Regions from separate parts of the Triticum aestivum genome. Here region 2 is linked to region 1. The links are chromatin contacts, called in public Hi-C maps. All regions are on one chromosome and are shown on one strand. The core of a region is the stretch at or near the end of the contact, and the rest is flanking DNA. Distances in the headings are between cores, read along the strand shown. Region 1 holds the start of LOC123051985 (nitrate regulatory gene2 protein). Region 2 holds the start of LOC123051986 (29 kDa ribonucleoprotein A, chloroplastic).

Region 1 (6,260 bases), core at 2,169-4,668:
ATCATATCAGTATAATAAAATTACATCCAAATCCGTAGAACACCTAATGATGACTACAAGCAATGAAGCGAGCTGAAGGCGCACCGTCATCGTCGCCCTCCCTCGCTGGAGTCAGGCAAAACTTGTTATAGTAGATAGTCGGGAGCTGCTAAGGCCTCATAGGACCAGCACACCAGAACAACAACCACTGCTGATGAAGAGAAACGTAGATCAGAAGGACCCAACCTTAAGGTAGACGAGCGTAGCTGAATGAAAACTGGATCCGGGCAATTCCAGGAAAGACAAGCACCGACCGAATCCTGCAAGATACGCCGGAAGCACACCTCCACATGCCCTCCGACAATGCTAGCACTGATACATCCATTTTGCATCACTATTTTCTATTATATAATTTATCTTATTTTAATGATATATTTCACATTATGCAATTATAATGTCTTTTGCCTCTTAAAATGCAAGGTAAAACAGATAGGAAAATTGTTAGACAGTTGGAAATCTGAACCCAAATTACAACAGAAGAAAATGAAATTTTTCGGAGCTCCAAAAATACCGGGGATTTTACTGAACTATTTCGGGATAATATGAAGACCGGAGATCAAAGATGGGCCAGAGGGGACCCACCAAGGCCCCACATGGCCTTGCTACGCGGGTCACCCCTGGCTGCGTGGGGTGGTCATGTGGAGGCCTGGTAGCCTCCCTCCTTACGCCCTTTGGGCATAAAATCCTATTTACTATGAAAAACATAGAAAATTCTTAGGACTTTCCACTGCCTCTGCGAGGCAGAACCGTGGCGGATCACTTTTGCTCTCCGCAGAGTGACTCTGCTAGGAAAACTTCCCTACGGGAGGGTGAAATCAAAGCCATGGTCATCACCAACACTCCGTTCATCATTGGGATCATCATCTCCATCAACAACTTCACCAACACCATCTCATCTCCAAAGCCTAGTTCATCTATCTCTTCTATCTTTGTATCAAACCTCATATTGATTGCTGGGAGTACTTCTATGTGTTGATTACACACAGTTGATGCGTAGGAGATTTATTGGTGGAAGATTGTTATGTTCAGATTGTTTATCACTTATTTATACCCAATGATCATGATCCATATAATGTATTGTGAGTAGATCCATTAATTCTTGAGCACATGCGAGAAGTCTTGTTGCTAGTAATCATGTCAAGTTGAATATGAATTAGTGTTTTGATGATATGTTGTGTTGTTCTTGCTCTAGTGGTGTTATGTGAGCGTCGACTACATGACACTTCACCATCTTTGGTCCTAGGGGAAAACATTGTGAAATAGTTTGTATATGATGGGTTGCGCAAGTGATATAAGCCTAAGTCCCAGTTTATGAATTGTTTTGCCAGGGGCTATTTTGCATCTCAGTGTTTAATGCTATGATTAGATTTATCGTAATTACTTCTCTTGTATTCGTGGATGCTTGCATGGGGGATATAATCATAAGTAGGTATTTGTTCAAATAAGTACAATACCTTAGCTCTGGTCCACTCGCAAAACAATTATAAAAGAAATGAACAGTAACTCAGTGAATCTTGGTGAAAGTAACTTGACGAAATTCCCGTGTGTCCTCAAGAGCGTTTTAGCTACTACAAGAAACACAACCGGTTGTCCTTAGCGTACATAAGGATTGGGCCATTTGTTGCACTACATTACTTTTGTTACTATTTATCTTATTACAAATTATCTTGCTACCAAACAACCTATCAAATTATCTTTACAACATTTACAGTGAAACCTTGTTGCAAACTACTTGTCAATTACTTCTTCTCTTCATTGGGTTCGACACTCTTACTTATCGAAAAGGCTACGATAGATCCCCTATATTTGTGGTCATTATGCACCATCGGGATGGGGCCAGGCAGGGAGAACCTTATCCATCTTCAATGAGCCACCGTCGTCCCGCCTTCCTGAGCAGGACACAAACTCTAACAAAACTCAAAGAAACAACTAAAAACGGAGCCCTCCAGCTAGCAAGGGTCAGTATCCACTACGCCCCTGATGGCCCTATGGCCACAGGAGACGAGGCGGATCGGCGGCGCCACCAATAGGAGTTAGGGCCACTAGTCACATGTTCGCTTGGGAGGATGGACGAAGGGGTAAGTTGGATATGTTGAATTTCTTCAAGTCAGGATTAAATAATTGTTTGAACTTATGTTGACCACCTTGGGGTTATGTTGACCACCTGGGACTATGTTGACTTACTTGGACATTTGTTGACTAGCCATGTAGTAACAGTGGGACCCCTACATGAGATTATTTATTTCCATTGGACAAGACATTTGAGTCTTATGTTAATTTCATCTTCCTTCCGCCGTTTGCCTCCTCTTTCCGCGTGGCAAGCTACACAGTTTGGCTACCTATCTGTCAACAATAGTTGGATCTTTAGACGAAAACCAAAGAGTTAACTTCATTTTTAGCCTCATCTTGTCATTTTTCTATAAAGACTTACCTCATTTAAGGGGTTTTCACTTGTTTTTCTTCTTTTAAGTAACTTGTGCCATATTTTATCCTTTTTGAACATGATACAATTACAGATGCTCACATACACGCACATATACTCATCCCCATCAACACACATTCGCACATTGTGGTCGGTACGTGCCCGACCGACGGTGTGGTGGTGTGGCGTTCTGTTGTGGCAAGGATGAGGATGGCAAGCGGTGCAGGGTTATGGTTGTTGGCTTTTTCCGGCGTGCTCGAAAGGTTTCTTCTTTGTATCGCCATGTTGTCGCGGAGTCAGAGCTGCGTAGGTTGTGAAGATGACATGTGATTGGTGGTCTTCGGGGAGGCGTTGGTTGGTGTTAGTTCTTCACATTTCTCTTGTTTTTGGTTGTCTTCTAAGTCGAAGTTGTTCGGGCGTCTGCACGGTTGCACCGGTGGCCGATTATTTGGCATGGGCCGACATGGCATGTGGCATTTGAGGACTTCATTGGTGAAAATAGATGATGAAGACGGATTCGCTGGCTCCGTGGAGGTGGACGATGAAGCTTGGTGATGACCTCAACTTTGTTTCTCTGCGGCAATTTTGTATCTTCGTGTCCAGGTCGGCCAGTTGTGACGGCTTTAAGTAAGTTTTCTACTACACTTAATTAACCGGGGTACCCTCTTGTCTTTTTAATAAATCGAGATCCTTAGAGACCGACTTAAAAAAGTTACCTATTCCTAGTCACACTTAAAAGTTATGTATATGTACTCCTAGTCACACTTACGCTGCAGAAAACCTTTTTTTGCCCTAGTGGCATAGTCAGTGGAGCTGTGACAGTTCGTCCAACAGCGTTCGTTAATGGCGGTGGCTCCTTGATATTTATCCAGTCAGCTAGGATCCGTCGTCACCGGTGACTGGCTCGCGTGGGTCAGAGAAGAACAGCTCCTGCGTTACCTGCCCATTGAGCGGCACACGGTGGTGCTGCTGCTCCGTACTGGAGGGAAGATCCAATCTAAAAGCAGGAAGCTCGAACGTGTCGCCCACCGCCGTGGCCCTCCACCTGTGATGCCATCCCACTGGGCGACGACGGCGACCGTAGGCCTGCCTCTTTGGAGCCCCCCAGCTTTATTCCAAAGCACAAAAGCATCCGCCCGTCCACCCCCAAAAGGACCAGAATCCTCGTCACGCCCAAGCGTACAACGCAAACGCAAACCCCCCGCGCCAAGGAACCAGAGCAGGCGGCGCCGTCGTCGTCGTCATCCGTGGGAGTGTGAGCCTGTGAGTGTGAGCGGAAGCCGCAGCCATGGGGTGCGGGCAGTCCAAGGAGGACGCGGACGGCGCCGTGGAGCGGTGCCGGGAGCGGAAGAACCTGCTGCGGGCGGCCGTCGAGGCGCGGCACGCGCTCTCGGGGGCGCACGCGGGCCACGCGGCCGCGCTCCGGAACGTCGGCGCCGCGCTCTCCGACTACGCCAGCGGCGAGGCGCACGAGGGCGCGCTGCGCCACTCCGCCTCGGCCGCCGCGGTCCTGTCCTCCGCCGGGGGCTCCGGCGCCGAGGCGGCCGCGCTCGCGCTCCCGCCGCCCCCGCCCCCGCCGGGCCCGCCCGAGGACGCCCCATCGCTCGTCAGGTCCATGAGCGCGCCCGACCTGCCGCTCCCGCCGGCGATCAAGAAGAAGCCCTCCGGCGAGGCGCCCATCATGGAGGAGGAGGACGAAGGCGAGGACGCGCGGCCTCCGGAGCCGGAGGACGACGGCCAGCTCCAGCCCCCGCCACCGCCGCCACCGCCTCCGACGCAGCTGCCCGCTCCCACGCGTCCCCCGCCCTCCCTGCCGCCGGACACGAGGCGCAAGGGGGATTCCTGGAGCGAGATCATTTTCGGGTCCCCGGACGGCATAACCGTCCCGCCACCCACTCTGGCACCCAGCGCAGCCGCCGCCGCCTCGTGGGCAGCCGAGCGGGCGGAGGCCCCCGCGCCGCCGCCGCCTCCCCCCGAGCCAGAGGAACAGCCTCTGCGTCCACCGCCAGCGCCGCCCGCGGCCGCCGAGGACGTGGCCAAGGGCAAGAAGCCGATGGTCGAAGCCGGGGCGCGGAGGGCGGTGACACAGAAGGCCGCGAGGAGGCCGGAGGGCAAGAAAGGCAGGACGGTGGTGATGGCAGCGCCGGCGGCGGCGAGGCTCGGCGACATCCTTCGCGACCTCGACGATCATTTCCTCAAGGCATCGGACAGCGCACACGAGGTGTCCAAGATGCTGGAGGCGGCGCGGATGCACTACCACTCCAACTTCGCCGAAACGAGAGGTACCCACCCACACCTCATCCATTTGGTCAGACCAAGAATTCACTCCACAATTCGAGCTAGTAGAAAATATCAACCAGTTTATTTTCTGTCACTCTCATTGGCGGATAGCTTGCAAACATTCAATTTTGGAAACATAAACTTCTCTGCTTGAGCAAGTTTGTAGAGAAGTCCAAGACGTTTACTTCTATGCTACTTACGGAACAAGTTTAACTGGTCGACACGATAGACTAAGACTTTCAATAGACCTTACTAATCAGCAATCTCAAGAACAAGAATATTGTTTCATTGTTAATTATTGAAATGAAACGAGGCAATGTTAATTATGGTTACAGTGGAGCCACACTAATTTTTAGTGGCTAAACGACAGAACAGCTAATCCATATAGGTTACACATGCATAGATTCTGGGGAATGATTCTTTTTAGGGTCTACAATTAGGTAGTTCATTACTTGATTGTCTGTCTGTCTATACTCCATGATTGCCTTTTATGCTCCGTTGAGCAGTCTCCATCATGCTTGTTTTCAGGACCGCTTGAGTTCTGTTCTACAAGTACAGATTACACAATATTGTAAAGAGAATGACTAACCTTGGTTACTTCTATGCCATCCATCTCATTAGGATTTGTGGATCATTCTGCTAGAGTGATGCAAGTTATCACTTGGAACCGCTCATTTAAAGGGATACCACAACCGGAACAGGTGAAGAATGAGTTAGACGACGCCGAAGGCGAAACACACGCTACCGTTCTCGAGAAGCTGCTTGCATGGGAGAAAAAACTATCCCATGAAGTGAAGGTAAAAATCAAAAAGTTATTTCGGAACTCGGGCCCTAGGTAGCTCTTTGAAAAAAAATGAAAAACACTATCTTTTGATCTAAACATATATTTGTGTTATGCGTGTATAAAACCACTGTAGTCATGATAACCCCATCCTCCAACCCATGTTATGTGTCCTAGGATGTTAAAACCATTTGAATTTTTCACGGTGGCATTCGTTTCGTTGTCTAAGCTGTTTTTGTCATACATCTGATGAGTTTGTCATTGACGCAGGAGTTTGAGGTTATCAAAATGGAATATCAACAAAAGCTAGCTTCTCTGAACAAGAAGAAGCAGCGTGGGGTCAGTTCTTCATCATTTGAGAGGACTAAATCTGCTGCTAGTCACTTGCATACAAGATATGTTGTGGATTTGCAAACAATGGAGTCCACGATTTCAGAGATTAATCGTCTGAGAGATCAACAACTATACCCAAAACTTCTTGAACTTGTGAAGGGGTAAACCTTGCTTTTACTTTGCAATTTTGACATCATTTATTCTATTCAAGTTTGTACATTTAAGCATGTTATACTGATACCTCTCCATGGAGCCTTCTATTTTATTCCTGAAGGTAGTGTTTTGCACTCAAGAACTCCCACTAATAAAAGTATTAACCTGTGTATTGTTTAGTTTATTGTATAGTTTGCTGGTAAGCCAGTTGCTCAGTGTTTCAGTTTTTGACATGTTGGAACTTTATTTCAT
Region 2 (6,260 bases), core at 2,231-4,730, 260 kb before region 1:
GCATTCTAGATGTGTCCTGCTGGCTTTTCTAGCCTGCACTTGCCTTACACTGATGTTGTGCTTTTCTGACTTGCAAAGTGTTGAACACGACGGATTTATGCTTAGCCTTGTGCCAGTTTTTTCCGTGCTTGATTTTAGTTATAAAATGTTCAAAACATGGTGATTTGTAGATATATGCTAAACCAGTTTGCTTGTGGTAAATCTTCACAAAATCTTCAGGGCAGCACACAAATTTGTTTTATGTATTATCATGATATATAACATGCTTGCACACATTTCTTTGATATATCATCTGAAAGTGTGCTTCACGGCTCTCCCTTTCTCTTCTTTTAACCTTGGCTAGAACATATTGCTTGTTGTTCTATAAACTATGTAGTCGAAACTGTGTGTATCTTCAGTTCTGAGTCATTTATGATTTAATTGTATGTTGCAGTTATGCAAACAGGGCCAACTACTGCTGCATCAGGGTCTGCTTACGCAGAATTTGGGAAGACAAAGGTCATTGTGTCAGTGTAAGTTTAACATCATTTATATTTTTTCATTTTATGTATGATGTATTACAACATAAATTTAGAAGTGTGCCAAATTCATCCTTCGAAGTTATTCCAGATTTGACAATTTAGTAGTCATCTGAGTGTTCGTGGAATCAAATATTACAAAGTTAAGGTCAACTGATATATATTTACAAGTTCTTTGTTTGAACTCAAAAATGCATATTTTTGCTAAGCAACCAAGAACATCATGTTCATCTTGAAACAGTGTATTTCCTATCATTCTGAGTGTGCAAACACATGTAAGTACTAAGTATTTTCTAATCTTGTGCTATTATCATTTATCACTTTGGAGTTTTGACTACATGGCTAAACCTTTCTCACTGGGCAAATCACAAATTCAGAAAGATATCTTGAACTTTGAAGTCCTTCAGCTTCAGCATGTGCTTCCTAGCTTTGTAGTGAATTCGGTGTATCCTGTTAGCGAGCTTGTTGAATTGTGCAGTTTTTCAGGACTCGTACAATAGACCCAAAGTGATCGGACCCTGCGCAAGCGGGAGCTATGTGCACCGGGCTGCCCTTTGTTTCCTATTGATTGATTGGTTAGTCATGTTTATTTGATTGCCATCTTTGCAGGTTTGGCCCAAGGGAGAGCAAGAAAGCAATGCTGTACAGTGACACTGGTAGGCTCAATTGCAGTGTGAGCTATACGACTTTTGCTACTGGTATACGTGGACAGGTGTGCTGTTTAATGAGCTTTCATCATTTTATTTGGAGAATATTCCAAGTCACTCACATATATTTGAAAGTAAAGATTGATAGCATGCATCTTCATTTCAGGGGTTGGAAAACAAAGAGTACTCTGGAATGCTTCACAAAGCCCTGGAAGGCGCAGTAATGCTACATACTTTTCCGAAGACAACTGTTGATGTTTTTGCGTTGGTTCTTGAGTCTGGTGGCAGTATGATACTATTCATGACTTTGCTTTTGGTTTCCAGTATATTACACTAGTTACCTATTGCATCTTTCAACTAGGAAATGCTCCTAAATTATTTTTCTAGTGCTTATTCATAAATTGTGTTCATATTCTCACTCATCGTAGTGTCACACTGACACACTATGTTCTTGGTCTTGCAATATAAGAAAGCTAAGTTATTTATATTACTCACAAGTTCATAGTATGAATGTACTGTGTTATTGTAGTATTTACTAATTTGAGGAAAAGTTAACATATTTAGGTATTCCCTCCGATCCGAATTAATTGACGCAATCTCTATACAATGTCCATTTTACATTGTATAGCGGATCGGAGGGATTAGGTATACGTAATGGGTTAATACTTTGAGTCTGCATTTCATCACATTTGCCGATACATACATTTTGTATCTCTTTCCATATTTTATTTGACCGAAGCCTTTATCCCCCACCATTTCTTTCTGCAGTACCATACTTTCTGATAAAGAGAAGCAACTACTTTCATCCTTACTGCCGTCTCTTTCATTTCAGGCGATCTTCCCATTATTATATCTTGTGCTAGTCTTGCATTGGCAGATGCTGGGATCATGATGTATGACCTTGTTACATCAGTATCTGTGGTATGCCCTCACATTCTGTCTGCTTTATGACACATGTACTTATGTCAAGAGATATTTAAACTGGAAGCTGATCAGTTTCAACTTTGATCTGCCAGTCCTGTTTAGGGAAGAATGTCATCATCGATCCAACCTCAGACGAGGAGGCATGGCAAGACGGAGGCCTTATGGTGTCTTACATGCCGGCCCGCAAGGAGATCACACAACTTACGCTGACTGGGGAGTGGACTGATGGCAAAATCACCAATGTATGTTATCTACTGCATTACCTGAGATGATGGCAAAGCAACATCGACTATACTAACTTCTTGCTATGTTCATTAACAGGCGGTAGAGCTCTGTATGGATGCTTGCAGCAAGCTCTGCGAGATATTGCGGGAGCGCTTGAAAGACCCCGCGAGCTTGGCGAGCGAATGACATTTGAGCAGACACATGTTTTCAGATTCGCAACAGATATCCTTAGCTGTAGAGGTTTTGTAGGGAAGGAGGACAGGGCTGATGTTTGGAGGAGCACAATTTACATGGCTGTGGTGATTGTTTCTTTTGGCAAAAGAGCGAATTGTTTAGCCGAGAGAAAATCTTGTAGGTGTGCTAGTCATGTCTTTTAGTATGCATTTGGAACCTGAGACTTTTCGGAACTTTGTATCATTCAATGGATTTAGGGATGCAAATTTGGAACCTATAGGGTATCCTCCAACCCTACTTAGTTCAACCAAATGAACTAAGTTTTCAGAAATGGGGTAAATTCTGAAAATTTAGCTCATTTAGTTGAACTAGGTAGGGTCGGAGGTTACCCTTTAGGTTCCAAATTTGCATCCCTATATGGATTGTTTATGATGTCAAAGCTATTGCCCTGTATTTTGGGCTGACAGCCTGGGACTGGGATCCTAAAAAATTTGTGCTGCTGCTATGTATCTCATCTCGTTGTTGTTTCGGCTGGTACGAGCAGCTTGTTTTTACCACTTTCAACAAGCTAATGCCTCTAAAGTTTTGTGTTTACCTTGAGTAATTTATTACTCTGTTCCTCTTTTTTTTTTCCCTTTTGTTTACCACTTCACCTTCCAGTTGCAGTGGGCTTTATTTTCAGCAAGAATGCCTCTAAAAGAAACATTCTCAACAAGAATACCGGTGCTAACGATGCTTGCTAGTGCATTATCATGAAGTCTAAAAAAAAAATCTTGATAAGTTTGCATTATCCCATCCAATTCCAACAAAATAACACAGCTAGTTTCCAGCTAAACATTTGGCCGGCCTCTCACACTGCCAGTGGGCCACACCCCCTCTCATCCCAACCCAAGAAAAATATCTCCCCAGAGAAATATCCAGCCGTTGGTGTGGCTCATCGGCTGGCCGTCCATCCATCGTCCCCGTACACTATAAAACCCCCTCCACAGTCCATTCCCACACTCACCCCTCCCAAACCCCAGCGGCAGAACCTTATCCCCTGCGAGTCTTATCCCCCTCTGCAATGGCGGCCACCCTCTTCTCCACCGCGCTCTCGCACCACTTCATCCCGCTCCCCTCCGCCGCCAGGCCCGCCGCCGCCTCCGCCTCCTTCGCCTGCGGCCCGCTGCGCGCCGTGTCGGCGCTGCTGGCGCCGCGGAGGCGGCTCCTGCTGCCCGTGGCCGTGGCCGTGTCGTCCGAGTTCGGGACGGAGGACGCCGAGGAGGAGCAGAGCGAGGGCGAGGGCGGGGGCGACTCCGAGGCCGAGTACTCCGAGGACCTCAAGGTCTTCGTCGGCAACCTCCCCTTCACCGTCGACAGCGCGCAGCTCGCCGGGCTCTTCGAGCAGGCCGGCTCCGTCGAGATGGTCGAGGTATAAATTGACAGTCTCTCGTCTTGCTACAAGTTGTAATGGGCTTAAGTTAAATACTCTAATTTCCTAAAAATAATTGTAAACTTCTGCTCGGCATTGCATGGTTGGGATAGAGTCTTCAGGGTCAGGACATTTTGTTTCAGTGTAGTGTCAGGTTATCCGATGGATGTGGAATTGTTGCTGTGTAGACTATTTCTTTAAGGATAAGATAAGATACTGTAAATTGTTTCGGCCTAGAGTAAGTTCGAATTGGTTCAGTACTTCAGGGGCCTCGTAAATCACTACAACAAATGAATGCTCAATTGTAGCAGAGCTGTGCATGGACGTGGAGTTGTTATACTAGTGTAGGTCGTTTTTCTTCAGGATAAGATAAGATGTTGTAAAATGGTCTTGGCTTGAACTAACTTCGAATTGGTTCAGTAAATTACTACAGCAAATCAATGCTCAATTGTAGCAGAGCTGCGCATGGACGTGGAGTTGTTATACTAGTATAGGTTGTTTTTCTTCAGGATAAGATAAGATGTTGTAAAATGATCTCGGCTTGAACTAAGTTCGAATTGCTTCAGTAAATTACTACAGCAAATCAATGCTCAATTGTAGCAGAGCTGCACGCTAAGCCTTGGATAGTTTATTTTTTCAGAATGATATAGTATCTCATTTCTTGCAGGTTGTATACGATAGGATGACCGGACGGAGCCGTGGATTTGGATTCGTCACAATGGGTTCAGCTGAGGAAGTTGCTGCCGCTGTCGAGCAATTCAATGGTTATGTAAGAAGACTTCATCTGTTTTAAACCACCTTATCTTGGTACATTAAATGGGTTTAAATGACTATCTGTGGATAAATTTTATAAGCTGTTGTGAAAAAGTTAGTTCTCTATACATTGTTGGGTGTTTGTTTTTCATGTAGTGTTATGTAGAAATGATGCTCATATATGTTCAGCTTAGTGATACAAATGAAATCTGATTTCCAGCATAATTAAGCCTTGTAGTGCGAACTTTGCTGATTGTTGGGACTATTTGTTTTAGTCTGCATATGTAGTGCAGTTGTTGGAGTATTAGACTGTTGACTAATTGATTTTTATCTCTCACATTAGACGTTCCAAGGAAGACCCCTCAGGGTTAACTCCGGACCACCACCACCCAGAGATGAATTCGCACCCAGAACACCGAGGACCATGGGCGGTGGTGGCGGCGGCGGCGGCAGCTTTGATTCAGCCAACAAGCTCTACGTCGGAAACCTATCCTGGGGCGTCGACAACTCAACGCTCGAGAACCTGTTCAGCGAACAAGGAAAGGTGCTTGATGCCAAGGTCATCTATGACCGTGACAGCGGCAGGTCGAGGGGCTTTGGTTTCGTTACCTATGGCTCTGCTGATGAGGTCAACAATGCAATCTCGAACCTCGACGGCGTGGTAAGTTCTTGTATAGTATTATGTTCAGTGTCGAGTTTGAATTGTTTAATGTGAATTGTACAGTTCCTTCACATTGTTTTCTGAATAGCTATGCTAATTCAGTGCATGATTTTGTTCTGTAGGACCTCGACGGCAGGCAGATCCGGGTTACCGTCGCAGAGTCGAAGCCGAGGGAGCAAAGGCGGTTTTAAGATGTCTGACGCTGGTTAGAGATTAATCATGTGTTCCGTAAGTGTTAGTTTGTAGTTTCTACTACTATTTTCTCGCGGTTGATGAGAGAGACTCGGAAGTGAATTTGTATACCGGAAGATTTTTGTCAGCCGTGCAACTCGTTGCGCCTCTTGATAGAAAAAGTAGAAATTTTGTCAAAGTCATTCTATATGCTTAGCAGCAGAGATGATGTACGATACCATTAAAAACCCTTCTGAATGTTTGTTGATGCTGTGTATGGCTCTCTCTCTATCCCCCCTGGAAACTAAAATGCCTACTGTTTCTCTGAATGTCTTTTTCTAGATGAAGTCCCTACTTTTTGCAAAACAAAAACTCATAAATCCACCGTGAATTTCTGGACTTCTTTGCAAAAAATCTTAAATCCACGTTGTCATTGGTCCCTGCATCCCGTGCGCACTGCGGTCAGCTCTGATGATGCGATCGAGTCGGATCGATGGTCTAACCCTCTTCCTAGTCCGATCATCAACGCTTCTTCCCCACGTTAATTCGAACCGGAAGCCAGTTCAGCCGGGTGTCGGATCACGAGCCTATATATGCCGTGTACGTACATGACATTGGGTGCAATTAGCAAGCGTCGCCATGGGAATTCAGACTCTGCTAGTCTAGGGCATAGAGGTACAGCGACGTAACTACTCTCCATCGATCGTGTAGTAAACTCGACCATGGCTCAGGTCGACGGCGGCCACGCCATCGACATGGACGTCGGCGGAGGCGCC

What was found. Hi-C and Micro-C count contacts between places; a contact is called where the count stands out from the background.
Region 2: a Hi-C map of leaf shows a contact between it and region 1, with 3 times the contacts expected there. The contact joins the promoter of LOC123051986 here to the promoter of LOC123051985 in region 1. A contact is called at or near these places in 2 of 5 Hi-C or Micro-C datasets (both in leaf).

Annotation. Positions count from the first base shown.
Region 1 is chr2D:108,719,216-108,725,475 of IWGSC CS RefSeq v2.1, reverse strand. LOC123051985 (nitrate regulatory gene2 protein) reads left to right here and starts at 3,418. Exons shown (of 4, transcript XM_044474999.1): 1 at 3,418-4,743; 2 at 5,363-5,538; 3 at 5,793-6,016. The coding sequence starts at 3,750.
Region 2 is chr2D:108,975,410-108,981,669 of IWGSC CS RefSeq v2.1, reverse strand. It overlaps LOC123051986 (29 kDa ribonucleoprotein A, chloroplastic), which reads left to right and starts at 3,480. Exons shown (of 4, transcript XM_044475000.1): 1 at 3,480-3,899; 2 at 4,567-4,668; 3 at 4,996-5,313; 4 at 5,436-5,761. The coding sequence starts at 3,552. The coding sequence ends at 5,504. LOC123051987 (exosome complex component RRP41-like) reads left to right here. Exons shown (of 7, transcript XM_044475001.1): 2 at 434-512; 3 at 1,128-1,230; 4 at 1,332-1,452; 5 at 1,998-2,086; 6 at 2,182-2,331; 7 at 2,411-3,082. The coding sequence ends at 2,500.